Linked DNA regions of Mus musculus: region 2 is linked to region 1. Evidence: chromatin contacts called from public Hi-C data. All regions are on one chromosome and are shown on one strand. Each heading gives the region's core, a stretch centred on a gene start, on an enhancer-like site or on the middle of the called end of the contact. The rest is flanking DNA. Distances are from core to core; before and after follow the strand shown.

Evidence for each region. A called contact is a pair of places that touch in the nucleus more often than the background predicts.
Region 2: a Hi-C map of cerebellum shows a contact between it and region 1, with 2.7 times the contacts expected there. The contact joins two enhancer-like sites. A contact is called at or near these places in 2 of 484 Hi-C or Micro-C datasets (cerebellar granule neurons and cerebellum).

Annotation. Positions count from the first base shown.
Region 1 is chr6:88,555,208-88,560,575 of GRCm38.p6, forward strand. All of the region lies in intron 5 of Kbtbd12 (kelch repeat and BTB (POZ) domain containing 12), which reads right to left. Among named protein-coding and RNA genes, the nearest start is that of Sec61a1, 39 kb to the left of the region's middle. Within about 2 kb of position 3,019, at least 22 of the 459 cell types and tissues checked have an H3K27ac peak or open chromatin away from gene starts, as enhancers often do. A contact at or near this core is called in cerebellum, where this site is marked.
Region 2 is chr6:89,346,125-89,351,492 of GRCm38.p6, forward strand. All of the region lies in intron 3 of Plxna1 (plexin A1), which reads right to left. Among named protein-coding and RNA genes, the nearest start is that of Gm40415, 13 kb to the right of the region's middle. Within about 2 kb of position 2,512, at least 57 of the 459 cell types and tissues checked have an H3K27ac peak or open chromatin away from gene starts, as enhancers often do. A contact at or near this core is called in cerebellum, where this site is marked.

The DNA.
Region 1 (5,368 bases), core at 1,769-4,268:
TCTCATTTTTCAAACTGGAGGGATTTTTGGTTCAAACAATTAACTTAAAAGTTGTCCTGCTGAAAGAATAATAAGAAGCTGGAATCATTGTGTCTTAGTCTTACAATGAAACACCAGGACCCAAAAGCAGGTTGGGAGGAAGGGTTTGCTTGGCTTACATTTCCATATTACTATTCATCATTGAAGGAAGTCAGGACAGGAACTTAAACAGGGCAGGAACCTGGAGGCAGGAGCTGATGCAGAGGCCATGGAGGGGTGCTGCTTACTGGCTTGCTCCCCATGGCTTGCTCAGCCTGCTTTCTTATAGAACTTGGAACCACCAGCTCAGGGATGGTACCACCCACAATGGGCTGGGCCCTCCCACACCAGTCACTTAAGGAAATGCCAGATCTCATGGAGGCATTTTCCCAGTTAAGATTTCTTCTTTTCAGATAACTTAAGCTTGAGTCAAACTGACATAAAGCTACCCAAGGCACAGTGGTACAGAGGGTGAGGTGGGAGATCATTGCAGCCCATACATTCAGTACTAGCCCGGGCAGAGCAAGACCTTGTATTAAAAAATTAAAAAACAAAACAATAACATATGATTGTTAATAGAAGGACAAACACTTTCAATTGTGCAAGTTTGCCTGGTGTCAATAAAAAGACGACGTTAATGGGCACTAGTTGGTAATTAGCTGTTGAGATAATGACCTGGTCCTTTGTATAACCATTTGAGAAACATTCACTGGTTTCATCATTCATGGGGAAGGCAATGGGTGCAGACAAGCTAATCAACTTGCCTAGTGGAACACTGCTTTGAGTGAGCTAGATAGTATGATCAGTGAGTTTAATCACAGAAACACGGAACCCTGTGTCAAACAAGTAAAAGTACGCATCCACCCAAAAATTCTAGAGTGTGTGCATTAATGAACCATGGCTTGGGGCGAGAGAAAATCTCAATAGAGCAGAGATTACAGAGGGCGTGTACCTGCCCAGAACACAACTGAATTCAGATTTTACCGCAGAAGGACAAACAGCGGGATGGAGATGGGAAAGAACTGTCAGAGAGGCTTCCTGATGCCACCTGGGATCTGGTGTGACAAGGCAGTAGGATCGTTAGGTAATACAGCAGCATGGGGACGAGGCAGGGTGGGGGCAGGGCTAACCCAGCCACCCAGTAAAAGATGTCTGCTGAAGTATAGGTGAGGGAAATGGCCTGACTCTTACATTTCTCTAACAGTATTTCAGATAGAGCAAAAAGAGAAGTCAATTTAGTGGGGCCCTGTCTCCAAATAAAAAGTTGGGGAAGAAAAAGAGGGTTGGTGATATAATAGCTCAGTGGTAGAGCAGGGCCTGGCATGCATCAGGCCCTCGGTTCAATCCCCAGTACAGAAAAAAAGAATCAGTATGACCTTGATGAAATTTATATGCTACAATTCTAGGTCAAATTGGAAAGGGTTTACAGCTTAGCAGCGACCCTAATTAGACACTAATTAGATATACTTGCCAATCTTGGGAGCTGGGGAGGCTTTATTATCTTTTGAAATCCCAGTGACTATACTAGCCTCATGGAAAGCAGGAAGTCACGTTGGACTTCTGACCTCAAATCAAGAACTTTCAAAAGTGTGACAGAGTCCTTTGCGCCAAGTTGAAAACTGTTTCTGAGAGTTTCTCTGGTGCTCTTCGGAGCTCCTTCCCGCTCCTTCCCTGTCCTCTGATCCGGGTGCTGAATCCAGTGCTGTCCCTGTCTTTTCAAATATGCCTTCAAGCGTCTCTTCTGCGTGCTCTACCTCCATTTACAGGGTTTCTGGGATGACTCTGAACTCCATACTCTGCCATTTCAAAGTTGGATACTGTTTTAACTCAAGACTCGTTTGGAATGTTTAAGAGTTTGCAGCTGAGGGCTGGAGATGGCTTAGCAGTTAAGAGTGAGGGTATGTCCACTGCTCTTGTAGAGGACCCAGGTTCAGTTCCTAGCAGCAAGTTGGAGGGCTCACAAAAACTGCTTGTTATTTGAGCTATAGGAGATGTGGTGCCCTCTTCTAGACTGTATGGGTATTGTATCCGTACATGAACACACACAGACATGCTCGTGAACACACATACTTGAAAATAAAATAAAAAAAATTTAAAAGCTGATAGGCTCACCACTGAGTTTTAAAGATGAACACAATGGTATTTGTCTATCCTTTGATCATAAATTTAAAAAAAATAAAATTTACTTATTGTGTGTATGTGTGTGAGTAGTTGGCTCTCCTCCCCCACCACCCTTGTCCCACTATATGGGTTCCAAGTATTGTATTTGGGTTGTCAGTCTTGGTGACAAGGACAGCTTCATCAGCCCCTGAGCTATTATTTAACTAGCTTTAAAAAATGTTAGCATTGTGGACAGATGTACAGTTTCTGTAACTTCTACTGTTGTGTCACCTTCCGAGTGGCAGGAAGGATGCCTGGCCCTACCGTGGGGGTATGGAGTATGGGTGCAGCAGGAGGGAGCCTTGCACTGCCTCAGCAAGAATAGGAGAGGCGTGGCCAACCGACAGCAGCCCTGCACAGCTGGAGTCATCCTGTGGGTTCATTCTGCAAGCTGATGTAACTGCTCCTGCTCTCTGGGACTGTCAGGGATGTGCTTTTTAGCACAGCCACACTCAAGATCTGGTTTTCTTTTGTCTTTCTGGGAAGAAGGTCCCTGAGTCTACATTTAGATGAAAGTAGGCAGACCTCTCATTGCTGCCTTTTCTGGATTCACTTCCCCATCTTCCTCATGCTGTATTTATTTTAAATACATGTGTGTTGCCATTGTTCCCAGGAGCCTGTTATTCCAGACATGGGATAAAATCACTGTATTAGTCTTAAACGGAAGGTGATAGCAGATAGGCTCTCCCTCAGAGAGGAGGTGCACTATCACACACCCTCTGTGTGACCCCAGGTTGTCACCACCCCCAACAGGTTGGTGTGGCAGCTTGGTTCATCCTCTTGGTGTCACTCTTGGTACTCTTCTAAGCTCAGGGCTTGGAGAACCAGGAAAGGGGCTGGCACTTGAGATGACCTACTTAGGATGAAATATCATCACACTAGCAAGGAAAAGGCACAGGAGGCAGAACCCCATGTCAGCTCTTTTCAATCCAGGTACTCCCCAAAAATAGATGCACCACATGCGGCAGTATCATATTCCCTGAAGGAGTCAGGCAAGCCTGAGTGGCATGTCTCCAGCAGCCAGTGGTTCAAGAAAACTGTCTCATAGGAAAATGGGCTCTGCTATACCAAGGAGTAAATGAGATATGGGCATGAGGTTTGAGGTAAAGAAGGCAGTGGAAGCCCATGTATGCGGCAGACTGCCTTGGGATACACCCCATGCTTTTTAGGGCGTGCTCTGTGCAGTGAAAGTACTTCAGTGGAAACATCAGGGACCATTTTCATCTAGGTGTTATTCTTTTTTTTTTTTTTTTTTTGGTTTTTTGAGACAGGGTTTCTCTGTATAGCTCTGGCTGTCCTGGAACTCACTTTGTAGACCAGGCTGGCCTAGAACTCAGAAATCCGCCTGCCTTTGCCTCCCGAGTGCTGGGATTAAAGGTGTGCGCCACCACACCCGGCTAGGTGTTATTCTTAAAGTGATTGGAAAAGTGGGAAGAGTGTTTGGGGAGACTGTACACTGTTTTCCACTGATTTTCAGTGAAATGCTGACTTGCTGGGTTTCATTATAGGAATAGTATTACTATTTAATTTTTTTTTAGATTTATTTTTTTCATTTTAAATTCTCTCTGTCTCTCTTGCATCCATCTGTCTGTCTGTCTGTCTGTCTGTCTGTCTGTCTGTCTGTCTCTCTGTGAGTCTCTCTCTCTCTCTGGGAGTGTGTGTGTGTGTGTGTGTGTGTGTGTGTGTGTAGTGCCCACAGGAGCCAGAAGAGGATGTCAGGTCCCCTGGAGTGATAAGCAACTGTGAGCTGCCTCACTTGGGTACTAGGAACTGAACTCTGGAAGAGTGGTACCCACTACCGAGCCAAGCCAGCCCTACAGAAATGGTATTGAGGACATTTCCCACTGACTTCTGTAAGATGAGCCTTGCCTCTGTTGTGCTGATTTCTACTTTATTCAGTTTCTGTTCTGTGCCATTGTTGTCATCGATGTGACTGAACACCTGACAAGAAGTATCTTAAGGAGGAAGGATTTTTTTCCTGAGCTCAGAGTTTCAGGGAACATAGTCCATCATGCTGGTGGCTTCATGGTGGTGGGAGTGAACAGTGTCTTGCTCTGTCATGTGTAGGCAGACCAGGAAACAGACTAAAAGCAGGATGGGCCATAAACTGGAGGTCTCCTCCGCCAGAGACCCTCCCACCTAAAAGTGACATAGTCTCCTAAAACAGTGCCAGCAGCCGGGGACCAAGTCTTAACACATACGATCCTGAGGGGAGCAGATCACAGAAAAACTGTAACATAGATTTATTTCAATTCCCACCTCACTGTGAGGTGTGATCTGCATTCTTCCCTGCTAGTGAACGGCTCTGCAGAGGGGAAGGAGCCCCCTCACTGCCTGTGATGCTCTGGCCTACTGGATGTGCGAATCAACAGAGAAGTGTCCAGCCTACTTTGGCTTATTCTCAGTCAGGGATGTGACCTGCTCTTCTGGTGGTAAGTGAATTGCCTGTCAGTGAAAGCAAAGGATTAACCAAACCCTGACTCAGGAAGAAGGAGGGGGAAGAGGAGCGCTGTGACCAGCAGGTGACAGTCTGTCCACAAGGATAAAAGAGCAGCAAGCGCTCTGCAGGCAGAGTGGGAAGGAGAGGGTCTTCATGATCCCACAGGGCACACAAGATGGGATCACACGGACAGGCGTGTGTGACAGCATTCTTGCCTGGACCACACATTTAATTAGTTAAGAATTTCATAAAATTGAAAGAATGCACCTATACAATTATTTTTGATCCCAGGGACAATTAGCATTCCATTGATGGACTATAAACCAATTCCTACCTTTTCTAAGTTTATTTCTAAGAGTATTTGTAGTCCTGGCTGGCCTGGAACTTGCTATGTAGACCAGGCTGGCCTTGCACTCATAGTGATCCACCTGCCTCTGCCTCCCAGTGCTGTGATGAAAGGGCATGTACCACAAAGTCCAGCTAGGAATGTTTCTATAAAGTCATGCAGAAGCATTAAAGTAGCAAAACAGGGTCTGGAGGGATGGCTCAGCAGTACTCTTCCAGAGGTCCTGGGTTCGGTTCCTAGCACGCACATGGCAGCTCACAGCTGTCTAGCTCCAGTTCAGTTGGTGTGCTCGCTGCACTGTTGAGTTCTATTCCCTCCGTGGAGTCTACCACCTCTCTGTTTCTCTGCTCATCTCCTTAAAGGCCTTTGAGTCACTCAGTTTTAGAAATTATAACTTGAAAGAT
Region 2 (5,368 bases), core at 1,262-3,761, 790 kb after region 1:
AGAGGCTAACTCCAGGGAGGGACCACTGGCAGAGCGTGGATACCATTCCTCAGCTAGGGGAATTGTGGGCATCAGGGAGGTTATAGACATGAGTGTGTTGCAGTACTCTGCATTGAGCCAAGCCATGCTCAGGCCTGACAGGACCTTTGTGCACATCAGTGTCACAGTGTCTCTGGGTACATATGTGATGATGGAGTTTATGTTTTGAATATGAAATGCCTGCCATAGGCTCATGTGTTTAAATACTTCATTCCCAGCTGCTGCCACTGTAGAGAGAGGTTGCAGAATCTTTCAGATGTGGGAGTCTCGTTAAAAAGTGCATCACTTGGGGTGGACCCTGAGGTTTACAGTCTGGCTCCACTTGCCTTTCTGCTGCCATGACCTCCCCTACTATAATGGACTCTATCCCACGGCGAGCAAAAATAAACCCCTTTCCTTTTAAATTGCTTTTGTCAGGGTAGGTATTTTATCACAGATTCCGAAAAAGTAAATACAAGACACCTGTGACAACATCTGTGTGATGGAGTCTCTAGGTGCATGTATGATGGGGGTCCCTGTGTGAACATGTATGTGATGGAGTCCCTAGGTGTATATATAACAGGGTCAGTTCCCTGGGTGTATAGCATGTGATGTAGTTCCTAGTGCACTCCTAATGGGGTCTCTGTGCACATGTGGGTAATGAGGTTCTTTTGCATACATATGATGGGATCTCTGTGTATACACATGGAACAGGTTCCTATATGTATACATATAGTGTCCCTATGATCATATGTGCAATGGATGTATCCATGACAAGTTTTTGTGCACACACCAGTTGATGGGGCTCCTGTGTACACACTTGGGACAAGGGCCATAGACCTCACATGTGATGATGGGATTACTGTGCACATATGTGATAGGGCCTCAATGTGCATATGTGTGAACGGGGTCTCAGTGTATACATGTGATAGGACCCTGTGTGTACATATGTGTGATGATGTGGCCTCTGCATACCCATGTATAATGGGGCATATGTATGTACATACATGTGCTAGTCTCTGAATATGTGATGTTCCTTTGTATACACATGATGAGTGTGTGAGCACATGGACATGTGTAGTAAAGCCTGTGAACACGTGATGGGCTCTCCATTCGTACGTATATAATGGGTTCCTATATACATGTATAGATAGTCCCCAGGACAATGCATCACACAGTCCTTAAGGGCATATGTATGAAGGGGAAACTATACACATGTAGGATATGATCCATGTGCACACATGTATGATGAGGTCCCCATGTACATGTGTTTGATAGGACCTATGCAAGCACATGTAGTGGAGACCCTATATACACACATATGATGAAGTCTCTGTATATACCTGTTTGATGGAGTTGCCAGATGATAAAATTCCCCCAGGATATATGTGTGTGATGTGACCCTGTCTATACATGTATGTAATGGAGCCCCCCAAGCATATGTAACAGGGTCTCTGTATAAATACATGTGTGAAGGGGGTCCCCATTGTATATACCTACGTAATGGTGGTTACTGTGGATATATGCATTTGATGGGGTCCCCAGGTGCAAACATGAGGGGAACACCTGACTGGAATGATGGTCCCCAAGTCATGCTGTATCCCACCAAGCTAGAGTCACTAAAGTACAGCCAGCTTCATCAGACCACACAGACAGTAAACTGTATCTCAGAGAGCCTGTGAGAAGAACCAAGTTCTAGGTACCTGATTGTAACTGGGAACACAGTCTGCCCTGGAACATTGGGGAGCTGGCCAGGAGGGCATCCCAGGAGGGCAAGAGCAAGAGCTTTAGAAGGCAGAGTAGGCACAGGGCCAGGGCAATAACAGCAGGGCAGCACTGACATGGCAGCAGAGCCCACGTGCCAAGGGCTTAGCCCACAGCTGTCCACTCTAGGGCCACCTACCTGGAGACAGCTGCTCTGGCAGTCCCTTGCAAAGCAGCTGGGCAACTGGTGAACATGGGAAGGCATGGACTGGGGCATCCTGGGTATCCTTACCATCTCCAGCTGTTGCCTTCTTGTTTCTCATTCTTTTCCCCAGACACCAGAATCCTCTATAACTGAACAGCACAATGCCTCTAGAAGCTGTGGTGGAACCACCTAGCCTCCTTGGACACAGCCCCAAGCTGCACCAACACTTACCCTATCTTGGTGACATAGTCTTTTCCATCCTGCCTGTGCTTCTTAAGCCTCAGGTCTCTATCCTATCTGCCAAGATGGACCTGAAATCTGAGCTGACCCAAGAGAGAAGCCAGGTCAGACTCTGATCTCTCCAATGGACAGGAGCACCCTGCCCATGGATCCCAGGAACTGCAGGAGAGGCCATACAGAGGGAACCTGGTCAGGCTGGAGAGGAGGCTGTCACCCGTGGGGAAGGCCAAAGCCTCCAGGCTTGCCAGCCTGCCTGCTAGGCTCCAATCACCTCTAAGGCCCTGGCCAACTGCTGCAGGGCGGGTGGGCAGGCAGCTGACAGCCTGGCCAGGTCAGCTGTCCGTCCAGCCCTGAGCCAACAATGGGGCCATTATCCAGACCGAGGGCAGGCGGGTTGCTGAAGAGGATGTCTGGGCTATCCAGGCTGTATGCCAAGGCCGGCACGCGCCCTAGCTGCCCGGAGGCAGGGGGCTGCCCAGTTTTGCCCAACCTAAGAGAGGAGGTCCCTTGCTCCGCTTGCCCCAAGATAGCAGATTGGGCTGACCCTACAAACTACTTAGCCCTGGCCTCCCTGTTTGTGAGAGTGTACTGGGTGATCTCACTCTCCAGGACAGGGTCTAGAGGAGAGAAGAGATCAGGGGCAGCAGCCAGTGAGCATAGTAGTTTCTGCAGATAAAACTGCCAAGCCTGTCTTCTGTAGGAGGTTGTCATAGAAGGGGCTACATAAGGCAGCCTCCATTCCCATAAAGGCCCTTCCTCTAACCCCCGATCACCACCACCCTCAAAGACCAGGCAGTTTGACAGTATAAGAGTAGCTGGCACTTAGCTGTCCATACCTGGATGACAAAACATGGTTTGCAGGTGCCCAATAGCTATAATTGGGTCAGGTATAGGCAGGGGTTCCAGGGGTTACTTCTTTCACCTCTAACTCTGTCACACATAAAAGAGGCTAGAGCTCTAGGCAAAGGACAGTTGGGGCTGTGAGGACCAGCTAGCTGTAGCCCGCTCCAGCACTGACCTTCCCCACACAGTGGATCACTCAGGCCAATACTCACCTCTTGGGACTGAGAATTCAGAGGCTAGCAGTTCTACAGGAGGGAGCATCTGATTGGAGGTTACTTGGAGACTCTCTGCTATGGCCCCACTGTTTCCCACTCATAGAACATGTTTCCTAGGACAGCCCTGGGCTACACTACTGTGGCCTCCTCTGCCATGGATGGAACCTAACTGCTCCCAGAGGAAGAGCTGCCCAGGGTGGGTACTAGGAGTAAAACACATTAAGAGTGACTTCCATGTGCATCTGGGTAGCCTGTTGGCCACTAGGAGCTAATATGCCATCAGCCTGGGGCTAGTAGCTAGATAGCACTGATCAGGTCTGTGTCTTGACTCAGCCCCTGATGGCAGGTCTCCTTTAGAACCAGCAAGAAGGAAGCAGTGCTCCCAGGAGACACAGATGTCTGCTCAGCACTACGAGAGTACATGGGTGCCACAGGGGCACATCTACTCCACAGAAGGCAGACAGCCTGGGCCCCTCCATTTCCTACTTACAATTAGCAGGGAGAGAAAACAGAAATGGGTCCCACCTAGTGCTTGGAACAAGACATTAGTTGAGAAGTTGAATGGAAAGACCAAGATCAAAGCCCTGCAACTCTTCCCGACACTGTCAGAACCTATGCCCCAAAGGCTAGGTCCTTGGAGCAATGCTGCATGAAACACTGCATGGCAAGCAGAGGGTTGCATGCTTGACCTGTATGTGGCCCACAGTGTGGAACTCACAGACCCAGAGCAGGCCACAGCTTGGCACTGTGGTCAGGATGAGCCTGGTGGCAGCTGAGCAAAAGACACAAAGGAAATGCACATGACTCAGCCCATTCCCAGAACCTTAGCCACAAAGGGTCAGCCAGGGCATCCCTGGAGTAGGCAGAGCCTGGGAGGGGCTCTGGAGATGGTGATGTTGGTGGTGTGTCCTCCAGTGAGCCTTCACCATGGGCTCCATTATGGGTGCCTCTGAGGACACAGGGTCTCTAGCAGGGCTGGGTGCAGAGGAAAAAAGGGCAAGCTGGAGGCATCCAAGGTCAAGGGCCTGTGTTGGCAGGCAGGGCTGCTTGTCCCCAGGCAGCCAGGCTGCAGCAGCACAGACTCTGATAGCAGCAGAGACAGCTGTAAATGAAGGCCACTGGCACATTGGAAGTGCAGAGTAAGCCAGTTGGAGGCTTCACTCGTGCTCCAGGCTTTAGATGTGCTGAGCAGAGCTGTGCTCACCCCTCAGAACATCATCTGGAGACACTGTGATTAATACCCTGGGAGCATACACCCTTGGGAGGCCAGATATCTCTGCCTGGACAGATGGGGCAGCACAGGCTGAAGAGTAAGGCCTTCAAGGCTTGTGAACATGGTCTGGCAGGACAATGGGCACCGCAGCCACACCTGTTCCAAAGGGTCACAGCAGCAAGAGGGCAAGAGAGAATGGTGGTCCTGGGTCATAACTGGAAGACCACTACCCCATCCTACCCCGACCCCAGTCCCATCTTCCACCCTCTCCAAGCCTCTGGCCAACTCACAGGGAGGCTTGGGCTCATGCAAGTCCAGGAAAGGAAAGAGGCTCAGGGGAGGCTGGCTGATCAAGGTAGACCTCCTCAATGGTTGGGCCCCATCAGGCCCCTGAGTAGATGAGTGCAGCCTCAGGTGCCGCCTGAGGTCCTTCCTTTCCTCAGCCCTGTCATGCCTTTTCTCAGCTGTACAATGCCACAGCATGGCTCTCTGGCCCCAAACTAGTGCTTCATATGCACATTAGGTGGTTTCCAGAGGTTTCCAGAAACAAGGGGTTAATTGCCAACATTGAACACTCTCTCATACATTAAAAAACCCCACAGATAATCTAGATTATCCTGAAAAAAAAAAAAGAAACAATAAGCAAACAAGCAAAAATGCCCTAGCAAAAGAGGCTATATTCTACCTGGCACACTTACCAGGGGACCTGCTGGACCTCAGCCCTGGAGTGTAAGTGGACAGGGTCACTGTCCTGGGGTCCCTTCCTTCCCTGAAGTATAAGTGGACAGGGTCACTGTCCTGGGGCCCCTTCCTTCCCTGGAGCAAGTACTGGGCAGGAGTCCAGAGCCCATTTTTGTAGAGCTACCTGGGCCATCTTACAGGACCAAACAAGGCCTGCAACTGCAAACTCAGGCCAGAAATGGCTCTTTG